Regions from separate parts of the Pan troglodytes genome. Here region 1 is linked to region 2. Evidence: chromatin contacts called from public Hi-C data. All regions are on one chromosome and are shown on one strand. Each heading gives the region's core, a stretch centred on a gene start, on an enhancer-like site or on the middle of the called end of the contact. The rest is flanking DNA. Distances are from core to core; before and after follow the strand shown. Region 1 holds the start of UPF1 (UPF1 RNA helicase and ATPase). Region 2 holds the start of CRTC1 (CREB regulated transcription coactivator 1).

The links. Hi-C and Micro-C count contacts between places; a contact is called where the count stands out from the background.
Region 1: a Hi-C map of stem cell-derived neural progenitor cells shows a contact between it and region 2, with 1.5 times the contacts expected there. The contact joins the promoter of UPF1 here to the promoter of CRTC1 in region 2. A contact is called at or near these places in 1 of 7 Hi-C or Micro-C datasets (stem cell-derived neural progenitor cells) and 1 of 1 datasets of contacts at active chromatin or transcription factors (stem cell-derived excitatory neurons).

The regions. Positions count from the first base shown.
Region 1 is chr20:21,482,930-21,488,591 of NHGRI_mPanTro3-v2.0_pri, reverse strand. It overlaps UPF1 (UPF1 RNA helicase and ATPase), which reads right to left and starts at 2,534. Exons shown (of 24, transcript XM_016935541.4): 1 at 2,053-2,534. The coding sequence starts at 2,283.
Region 2 is chr20:21,331,976-21,337,873 of NHGRI_mPanTro3-v2.0_pri, reverse strand. It overlaps CRTC1 (CREB regulated transcription coactivator 1), which reads right to left and starts at 1,493. Exons shown (of 14, transcript XM_024351528.2): 1 at 1,288-1,493. The coding sequence starts at 1,413.

The DNA.
Region 1 (5,662 bases), core at 1,285-3,784, 150 kb before region 2:
TTGTACAGACCAGTGTGTTCAGGTGCAGGAAAAAAAATCAATTGTTTCAACTGAAAGAGAAGGACATGCCCCACAATTAACCCCAAACGGAATGCCAGAAACAAAAGCAGAACTAAAGGCTGCCCCAGGTTTGCTGTTTTATGCTGGCTACAGTTAAAAGGATTCACAAGAAAATGATTACCTTTCACACCCAGCCAACCCCCCGATCCGCGCTGTCACGCTCATGGCTCGCTGCTCCACAGAGATCTTTACCGAGTCTCCCCGACAGGCTGGACGTCAGATTACAGACAGCCTATACAGTCGACTCACACATGGATCTAGGTTTCCTTCATGTTTAAAAGGAATAAAAATCTAACTGCCACCCCCATTTCACAGCTGCGGAAGCAGAAAGGTCTACAGGGCATGAAAACTACAAGGAGGTGGGGCCTCCGCAGCTCAGGCTCCCTCCTTCAGGAGAACTCTCCTCTCTCCCTCCCTTCCTTCGCAAAATGTAAACAAAACTGAAAAAAACACCCATACGTGCACACCTGTTCTCCTCACACCCCACCTTCTATTTTAAGGAATATGGGGTTAGAATGAGTCAAATGTTTTTTGCTTCCATTAGGGGCTAAAAGAAAGCCCAAGTGGGTGGTCTACCCACGAGAGTGACTCAATCGACTACCACGTAAGCCCCCCATGCAAGGACAGGGTCTGAGCTCACTCTGGATGAGCAAGAAGTGGTTCCCCCAGTTCTGAAACACCAGCATATGCCAAGGGACACCTGTGCCAAGGTAAGCCTCGGAGCTTCTTCCTGTCGGAGCATTCAGGAAAATAAACCTGAGCGAGAGGTCAGGCACAAAGCAAGCCTAAGGTGAAAGCAACCTGAAATCCAGAGGGTGATGAGGACATTCCCCAGGACCCCGGTGCAACACGCGCCACCCCCTCCCAGCCCCTCTCCCACCCCAGGCAAGCAGCACCCAGGACCAGGAAATGCATGCCCGATACTTCTCCCAACCCAAGCCCCCATTTAAAATACCTAAGTAACCTTCTCTAAACATCCACATCATTAAAAATAAGTTTCCAACGTGGCAGACTCGTTTATGTAAAGCCATTATTGCTGTCTTATTGGAAGAACAAAACTCAAACCCAACTTTTCCAAGGCAAGAGTTGTGAAGTTATGTAACAGGTCGGTTTCAGCAACAGGCGATGCAAGAAAAAACAAAATACAACCTGCTTCCTGAATGATCTTATAAGCCAGCCAATATGTGCTCCTCCATGGGAGGCAAAAATTCTTCTCTGCCTCAACCTTCCGCTGGCCAGCGCCCCTATGCATGGGGAAAGTCGAACCTACGCTCCGTGACTGTGAAAGGTGGGGTGCCCAGATGGCTGCGACCACAGATGGGAGGTGGGACAGGCGGCCAGACCCACCAATGGGGAGACCGGGCGGGACCCCCGGACCAGGCCAGAGACAGGATTAGGGCAGGTCACCCTGGATACTCCCGGAAAGGGACTGAGGGAAGTCACTCAAGCTCCGGCCTGAGCAAGACCCGGCCCAGGTCGTAGGAGAACTCGAGGCAGAATACCGAGACCTGCGAAAGAGGGACCAGGGCAGGTCACCCTAGCCCGGATGGAATGGAAGAACTCAGATAAGTCAGGGGGCAGGTTACTCCAGGCCAGACTGGTTGTGGGACACAAGGCAGGTCAGCCCGGGCCCAGGAGGGGGAGCAAACCCAGCTGGGGTAAAGGAACAGGGTCAGGTTAGCTCGGACCCGAACGAAGTGGAGGACTCGAGGCAAGTCTGCCCGGCCCAGGAGTTGGGGGCCGAAGGAACTCAGCCAGGTCGCGGCCGGAGCGGGGGACCCGGGGCAGATCAGGCCAGGCCCGGGCAGATTGCAGGACCTGGGGCAGGTAAGCTCAGGCCGAGCCAGAGTAGGGGACCCGGGGCAGGTCGCCCCAGGCCCGGCCGCGATGGGGTACTCCGGGCAAACACAGGCCGGGCCCGAGGCGAGTTCGGGGCAGGTCTCAGGCGCCGAGGCCGGGCCCGGGCTTCCGGCGCCGCCATGTGCCGCTCACCTGCGCGTCGAGCTGTCCCGCCGCAGCGCCCGCGCCCGCGCCGCCCGGGCCTCCCGCGCCGCCACCGCCCGGGCCGCCGGGGCCGCCGGGGGGCGTCTGCGTCTGGCTAGGAAGAGTAAAGTCGGTGAACTCGAACTCGGAGCCCTGTGTGTCGGCGCCAAGCAGCTCGGCCTCCTCCGTGTCCAGGAAAGTGAGAGTCTGCGAGCTGGGCCCGTACGCCTCCACGCTCATGGTGCCTCCGGGTAGGGCCCTCGGGCCGGTTCCGCGCTGCACTCGAGCCCGCCGCCGCGCTGAGGCCTAGGCCGCAGGCCTCGGGTCGCTGCCGCTGTCGCCCCCGCGCGCCCGGAAAGGACCAAACCGCCCGCCCCGGCGCCAGCCGGACCGAGAGGTAACAGTGCCGAGCCGCCGCCGCTGCCGCCGAGCCCCTCCGCGCCTCAGCTCCCCTCGAAGCCGCCAGCCGCTCGCAGCCTAGAGCAGGAACTGCCGCCACCGCCGCCGTCGCCGTGCGCGTGCGCGAGCCCGACGCCGGCGGAAGCGCGCGCGCTCCTCGCGGACGCCTGGTGCCCAGCAGGAAGACGGGACGCGCACCGCGCACGCGCAGGGGGTGGGGCTTTCAACCGCCGTTGCGGCGGCAGCTCGAGGACTTGGTCGCGCACCAACTGCTAATCAGGGACGACCGGGCGGTTGGCGGTGTGGACTTGGTGGTCTGCACCTGTGGTCGCTGCGACGGTGTTTCGGTTTAATTGAGCGCTAGCCGAATACCCTACATAGGTGGTCTCGGAACGCCCAACTGGAGAGACTGGGCAGGGACGGTGCGCTCCCACTCCTGGCAAAAGCTGCTTGGAACTCAGTTTCCCCATCTGTAAAATGGAGGGTGCCTCGCACATAGTAGATGCTCCCTGTGCATTGGTTTAAAAAGGGAGTGGGGCTCGGCGCGGTGGTCACACCTGTAATCCCAACACTCAGAGGCTGAGGCGGGAGAACTGCTTGAACTCAGGAGTTCGAGACCAGCCTGGGAGACAGAGTGAGACTCCATCTCTACAAAAAATATAAAAATTAGGCCAAGCGCGGTGGCTCACGCCTGTAATCCCAGCACTTTGGGAGGCCGAGTCGGGTGGATCATGAGGTCAGGAGATCGAGACCATCCTGGCTAACATGGTGAAACCCCGTCTCCACTAAAAATACAAAAAATTAGCCAGGCGTGGTGGCACGAGCCTGTAGTCCCAGCTACTCAGGAGGCTGAGGCAGGAGAATCGCTTGAACCCAGGAGGCGGAGGTTGCAGTGAGCCAAGATTGTGCCACTGCACACCAGCCTGGGCAACAGAGTGAGACTCTGTCTCAAAAAAAAAAAAAAAAATTAGCTAAGCGTGGTGGTTCGCACCTGTAGTCCCAGCTACTAGGGAGGCTGAGGTGGGAGGATCGCTTGACCCTGGGAAGTTGAGGCTGCAGTAAGCCGAGATTGCACCACTGCACTCCAGCCTGGGTGACAGAGCGAGACCCTGTCTCAAAAATAAGTAAAAATAAATGAATGGGGATAGTCTTACGTACTGGGCCTGGCACTTGGAAATGATGGTTGCTGCTGTTCCTGATGCCTCTGCCACTGTTATTATACCATTACTATTTTTGCTATGATTATTATTTAGTGGACGTATACAGCAAAACAACTGGAAGCACATGGTCTGTGGTGGACTCTAGACCTGACCACTTACCAGCTGTGTGAAATTATACAAGTGACTTAACCTCTCTGAGCCTAGGGTTTCTGTTGCCATTAAGGTGGCATAGGAAGCCTGGGCAAGGTGGCTCTTTCCTGAAATCCCAGCACTTTAGGAGGTAGAGGCAAGAGAATCACTTGAGCTCAGGAGTTTGAGGCTGCGGTGAGCTAGGATTGTGCCACTGCACTCCAGCCTGGGTGACAGAGATCCTATGTGTGTGTGTGTGTGTATTAATATATATTTATTTATGTTAATATAAATAGAGTGACTAGTAGCTCATTTATTCCTCTCATATTCTCATATGATATATGGTTGCTGCTGATATATATGGAGCCCGGTGCGGTGTGTCACGCCTGTAATCCCAGCACTTTCGGAGGCTGAAAGAGCAAGACCTTGTCTAAAAATAAATTTTAAAAACTCTGATAGGTGTTACTAAATTGATCTGAAATTTGTCTACAAATTCCACTGGATGTGTTCCAAAGAGAGCTTTGCATGATATTAAAATTATCTGTTGGTCTGTCAGTATTCCCCCTTAAACTGTGCCTTCTTGGAGAGGGAGACCTACTTTGATTCATTGTTTATATTCCTACAGTTTAGTGCATGCTAGGAGCCCCCCCGAAATGTTATTTTTATTTTTTATTTTTTGTAGAGATGGGGGTTTTGCTGTTTCCTAGGCTGGTCTTGTACTCCTGACCTCAAGTAATCGTCCCACCTCAGTCTTCCAAAGAGCTGTGATTATAGGTATGAGCCACTATGTCTTGTCCCTGAAAAAGAGTGAAGAAGGCTGTGGCTCACACCTGTAATCCCAGCACTTTGGGAGGCAGAGGCAGGTGGATCACCCGAGGTCAGGAGTTCGAGACCAGCCTGGCCAACGTGGTGAAACCCCGTCTCTACTAAAAATACAAAAATTAGCCGGGCATGGTGTGTGCCTGTAATCCTAGCTACTTGGGAGGCTGAGGCAGGAGAACTGCTTGAACCCAGGAGGCGGAGGCCGCAGTGAGCCAACATTGCACCACTGCACTCCAGCCTGGGTGACAGAGCGAGACTCCGTCTCAAAAAAAAAGTGTATATATATATATATATATATATATATATATGATGTATATTATATATCTCACTGTATATATGAGAGGAATAAATGAGCTACTAGTCACTTTATTATATATGGAGAGAGAGATAGACAGTGCGCGTATATACATATATATACACACTGTATATATAAGAATAAGTGAGCTACTAGTCACTCTATTATATATAGAGACAGAGATAGACAGTGCGTGTATATACATATATATACACACTGTATATATAAGAATAAATGAGCTACTAGTCACTCTATTATATATAGATAGGGAGTGTGTGTGTATATATATATATACACTCTATCTCTCTCTCTCTGTGTATATATATATATATGAGAGGAATAAATGAGCTACCAGTCACTCTCTTAATGCGTAGTTCCATAAGGACAGGGTGTTGGCCTTGTTCATTATGATCTTCCCCACGGAGAGAATGATGCCTCATACAGTAGGTGCTCAATAAAAAGTTTTCTGACACTTTAAATCCAAGGTAAGCTACTGGTTTATGGGCCTTAATTTCCTAACCCCAGGCGTTCCCTTCCTCTCTGGTAAAGTATCTTGGAAAACACCCCCATTTCCCTTTCTGTCCCAAGATTCTGCTGCTCTTTAAATAAGTCAGCTGAAAGAGCTCCTAGCTTGCACAGCTGAACTAAAAGTTCCCAGTTTGCCGTGGTTCCTTATTTCCAATTTGCCTGTTTATCATCACAGGGACAGAGGTTCTGTTTTCCTTCTTCACATTTTTTTTTTTTTTTTCCTGAGACGGAGTTTCACTCAGTCGCCCAGGCTGGAGTACAATGGCACAATCTTGGCTCACTGCAA
Region 2 (5,898 bases), core at 244-2,743:
ACTGAGGTTAAGTCCACCTGAGCCAGTCACATCAGTGGCTGAATCTGGAAACCAGGGATATGAGCATCTGCAAAGCCCACCCAAACCCTCCCCAAGGCCCCAGGATGCAGGAGAGAGGTCTCACCACACTGCAAGAACAAAGTGGAGATTCAGCATCACCTTTGCAAAGTGTGCTCACCACCCTGACCCAAGAGGAAGGTCTTGCTAGGATGCCTGACAAGGGAAGAAACTGAGGCCTGAGGAACTCGGGTGCCTTGCCGTGCTCAGACACCAGCCCCAATCAAGCCCCTGCTCCTGGCCCACAGCAACTTCCCATGTGAGATTTGCGGGGTATCTGCTCTGCCAGCCAGGAGCCTGGCAGAACCTGGCCTGCCCCTGCACACCAAATGCGCCCAGCCACCTGAGGCAGACCTGGCCCTCCACCCTGGTCCTGAGAGGGCAGGGGCTGTGGTCAGCATCCCCTGTTCCACTGGGAGGAACATCACCTGGCCCCCACCATATGGGCTACATGGAGATGGGGCAGCTGTCTCAACTCCAAGTTCCAGGACTGAGCACAATCTGCCTTCTTGGCCCCCCTCTGGACCCCCTGGGGGACAGGATCTGACCATTCCCTCAGCTGTCCAAGAGGGAGAGATCCCTGTCCCACCTCAGCTCTGCAAGTGGGGACATCTGTTCCTCCCCCAACACCCAGGGAGTAAAGGCACAGGTAACCATGACGTAGAGACACCGGTCCCCCTCAGGTAGCAAGAATGGGAGGGCATCTGTCCCTCCCAGGTAGCAAGGATGCGGGGGCACTTGCACCCTCACCCCCAGCTACCAATGGTGCTTGCAAGCAGCACCCAGCTCATACACCTGTGTCATCCTGCCCCCCCAGGTAGCAATGATGCGGGGGCACCTGTCCCTTCCAGGTAGTAATAATGTGGGGCACCTGTCCCCCTCGGGTAACAATGATGTAGGGACACCTGTCCCCTGTCAGGTAACGACGAGGTACTAGCACCTGTTCCCTCCTAGTAGTAATGATATAGAGGCCCCTGTCTCCTCCGGGGAGCAGTGATGCGGGGCACCTGTACCCCATCAGGTATGGATTTTGTGGGGTCACCTGTCCCGCCCACGACGCCCGGGGCGTGGGGACACCTGTCCCCCTCGGGCCGTGCCAAGCCCCGCCCCCGCCGCGCGCGCCCCGCCCCCGCCGCGCCCCCCCCCCACCCCGCCCCGTGCACGCGCCGGACACGCGCCCCCTCCCTCCCTCCGCCGGCCCTGAAGGGTCGGCGCGGGCAGCCCCCTTACCCGCGCGGCCCGCGTCAGGCTCAGGTCCTTCATGACCTCCTCGAAGGCCGCCGTCTCCTCCGCCTGCTTCTGATTGTGCAGCGCGATCTTCTCGCTGAATTTCCGCGGATTGTTCGAAGTCGCCATCTTCTCGCCGCCACCTCCTCCTCCTCCTACTCCTCCTCCTCCACCTCCTCGCCCCCCCACTCGCCCGTGCCACTGCGCAAGCGCTGGCTGGGCCCACGGGCGGCGAGCAGTGCGCAGGCGCGCCGGCGGTCGTGAGCGCGGCGCAGGCGCACAGGAGCGGCGCGCGGCGCGGGGGCGAAGGCGCATGCGCGCGCCCCGGCGCGCGCTCGGGGCCCGCGGGAAGGGCAGTGGAGCGCGAGTGGAAATTTCAGCGCCGGCGCAGTGATCCGCCTCCTGGCCCGCTGGACAGCGGCCTCTGGGCTGTTGGACAAGGACCGCGGATCGGCTGGGGCACTGGAGCCCCCAAGAGGGAGACGGCCTGACCCAGATCCTCCCAATTCACAAGGGTGGGGCCAGGCACCCCGCCCCGCAAGGATTGGTGGCACCCCAAGTTGAACCTGGATTTGGAGCTCTAAGAGCTCTGAAAACAGACTAGGGCGTTGGTCACTCATGCATTCATTCATTCAAGGAATATTTACTGAGCACCTACTATGTGCCAGGCAAACTGGAGTACAGGCGTGAACAAGCAGAGGTGATCCCTGCCCTTATGGAGTGTACAGTCAGAGAGGGGGCAGACATAGCACACAAATAACCAAGAACTTTTCAGATGGAGGTAAATGTGATGCGGTAAATAAGACCAGTGGCCAGCCACAGAACATTAGGGAGGGAGGCTCCTGCAGCCACCACAGACAGGGAGGCGGAAAGTTATCTTAGCTAAGACCTGAGCCCTGCAATCGGCTCTCTCAGTCCATAAACCTAGCTGTTGCCCTTAACTTCTTTTTTTTTTTTTTTTTTCCTTGAGACCGAGTTTTGCCCTTGTCGCCCAGACTGGAATGCAGTGGTGCGATCTCGGCTCACTGCAACCTCCTCCTCCCAGGTTCAAGCCATTCTCCTGCCTCAGCCTCTCCAGTAGCTAGGATTACAGGCAGGCGCCACCACGCCCAGCTAATTTTTTTATTTTCAGTAGAGACTAAAGACCATGTTGGCCAGGCTGGTCTTGAACTCCTGACCGCAGGTGATCCACCCGCCTCGCCCTCCCTAAGTGCTGGGATTACAGGCGTGAGCCACCATGTCCAGCCGACGACTGTTTTTTCCCATTCCCTTGCAATGGGCATATTGCTATTCTCTGGATACCTGAGCCCAAAGAACTGGAGTTACAGAGCTTCAGCCTTCCCTCTGCATACTTCTCCAGTCCAGTCTTGTTCAAGGATCTCTATTTTGCAACAAGGTGCTAACAGAAGGGTCCAGAAATCCCATCAAGACTCAGCAGTGAAGGAAGGAGCAGAGACTCCCCCGATGGCAGAGTGGTAAGCCAGGGAAGCAGGAGGGACTCTAACCCTCCCTCCCTCAAGATAGGGACCCCCAACCACCAATATTGAAAGTTTATATTCAGGAGGCTGCAGGGATTTCAGAGCATGGGCTGGGTGGAAGCTAGGAAGGTCAGCTGGGGGAATTGATGATGGCTCTAATGGCACAACAAGCACACATTTTATTGGACTGAGGATGGCTGGAGGGGATGCTGACATCTTCCAAACATGCTTTGATTCATGCTTTACAACAGGTAATAAAATGCTCATGTTAAATATATATATATGTATATATATATATATATATATCGATTTTCATTTAGAATGCCTTGGATATTGCCACTGCCCTACTTTATCTTTGTTTTGAGACAGAGTCTCACTCTGTCGCCCAGGCTAGAGTGCAGTGGCGCGACCTTGGCTCACTGCAATCTCCGCCTCTCAGGTTCAAGCGATTCTCCTACCTCAGCCTCCCAAGTAGCTGGGATTACAGGCATGCACCATGATGCTCAGCTAATTTTTATGGGATTTTTTTTTTTTTTTTTTGAGACGGAGTCTCTGTTTCCCAGGCTGGAGTGCAGTGGCACAGACTCAGCTCACTGCAACCTCTGCCTCTGGTGTTTAAGTGATTCTCCTGCCTCAGCCTCCCAAGTAGCTGGAATTACAGGAACCCACCACCACACCCGGCTACTTTTTGTATTTTTAGTAGGGACAGGGTTTCACCATGTTGGCCAGGCTGGTCTTGAACATCTGACCTCAGGTGATCTGCCCGCCTCAGCCTCCCAAAGTGCTGGGATTACAGACATGAGCCACCGCACCCGGCCATCTTCCTTCTTGATATGATTTTGCGCACTTTGGTAAGCTCCTATACTTTTTGCCTAACAAGCATATTCCTTCTCTCAACCCCACCCACTCCCTCAACTTTTTAGTGTCAACAACCCTTATTTGGGGAACACTGGTTCTGACTTTCAGTCTGTGAGATGTGAATGGCTGGTCTCACCACTGTCCCACCACACAAACACCCCTCCCTAAGGTGGAAGTCTTGGCCAATCAGCATAGCCCATTGTGCTGGCCATCAAGATTGGTTCAGGCCAGGCTGGGTGTTGTGGCTCATGCCTGTAATCCCAGAACTTGGGAGGCCGAGGCAGGAGGATCATTTGAGCCCAGGAGCTTGAGACCAGCCTGGGCAACATAGCGAGATTTAATCTCCACTAAAAATAAAAAAATTACCTGGGCGTGGTGGTGCCTGCTTATAATCCCAGCTACTCAGGAGGCTGAGACAGGAGGATTGCTTGAGCCTGGGAGATGGAGGCTGCAGTGAGCTATGATAATGCACTGCACTCCAGCCTGGGTGACAGAGCAAGACCCTGTCTCAAACAAACAAACAAACAAACAAACAAAAAACAGGCTGGGCGCTGGGTCATGACTGTAATCCCTACACTTTTGGAGGCAGAGGCGGGCAGATCACCTGAGGTCAGGAGTTTGAGACCAGACTGGCCAACATGGTGAAACCCCATCTCGACTAAAAATACAAAAAAAGTTAGCCAGACGCGGTGGCACACGCCTGTAATTCCAGCTACTGGGGAGGCTGAGGCAGGAAAATCACTTGAACCCAGGAGGTGGAGGTTGCAGTGAGCCAAGATAGCGCCACTTCACTCTAGCCTGGGCAACAGAGGGAGACTTTGTCTCAAAAAAAAACAAAAGATTAGTTCAGCTGGGCCAAAAGAGTGGACCCACACAGAGGAAAACAGAACCAGGCCTGGCACGGTGGCTCACAACTGTAATCCCAGCACTTTGGGAGGCCAAGGTGGGTGGATCACTTGAGGTCAGGAGCTTGAGACCAGCCTGACCAACATAGGGAAACCCCATCTCTACTAAAAATACAAAATTAGCTGGGCATGGTGGCACATGCCTCTAATCCCAGCTACTTGGGAGGCTGAGGCAGGAGAACAGCTTGAATCCAGGAGGCAGAGGTTGCAGTGAGCCGAGATCACATTACTGTACTCCAGCCTGAGCTTCTGGATCCAGCCATTCCTGAAGCTAGACTCACCTGCCTTTTAAGTTATGTAGGCCAAAAATTTATTCCCTTTTGTGCTTGTCTATTTGTTTTCTTGTTTGTTTGTTTGTTTGTTTGTTTTTTCAGACAGGGTCTCACTTTGCTGCCCAGGCTGGAGTGCAGTGGCATGATCATGCTCACTGAAGCCCCAACCCTTAGGCTCAGGTGATCCCCCCACCTCAGCCTTCCAGGTAGCTGGGACTACAGGTGTGCACCATCATGCCTGGCTAATGTTCTGTGGTTTTTGTAGAGACAGGATTCATCCTGTTGCTCAGGCTGGTCTCAAACTCCTGGGCTCAAGTGATCCGCCCCTCTCAGCCTCCCAAAGTGCTGAGATTACAGGTGTGCACCACCGTGCCTGGCCTGCCTAAATCTATTTCAAGTCCTTTTTCTGTTCCTGGTTCTGACTGAGACTGCAGCTTCTGTGAGTCCAATGCGAGACTGGGCCCGCTACATATGTGGCTTCTAGTTCTTTTTTTTTTTTTTTTTTTTAAACAGAGTCTCGCTAGGTCTCCCAGGCTAGAGTGCAGTGGTACGATCTTGGCTCACTGCAACCTCCGCCTCCCAGGTTCAAGTGATTCTCCTGCATCAGCCTCCAGAGTACCTGGGACTACAAGCGTGCGCCACTACGCCCAGCTAATTTTTGTATTTTTAGTAGAGATGGGGTTTCACCATGTTGGCCAGGCTGGTCTCGAACTCCTGACCTCAGATGATACTCCCACCTTGGCATCCCAAAGTGCTGGGGTTATAGGCGTGAGCCACCACGCCTGACCGGCTTCTAGTTCTTGACAGCATCCTGTGAGGTCAGAGAAGAAATAAAGACAGAGAGCAGGGACAACAGCTGCCCTAGCAACTTATGCACCAAAACTAAGGCCTCACAGCCGACCTCAGCTGCTTCCACACACTGAGTTTTGTAGGCTTTAAATGAAGTTAGCCAGGCGTGGTGGCTCACGCCTGTAATCCCAGCACTTTGGGAGGCCGAGGCAGGCGGCTCACCTGAGGTCAGGAGTTTGAGACCAGCCTGACCAACATGGAGAAACCCCGTCTCTACTAAAAATACAATATTAGCCGGGCGTGGTGGCATAT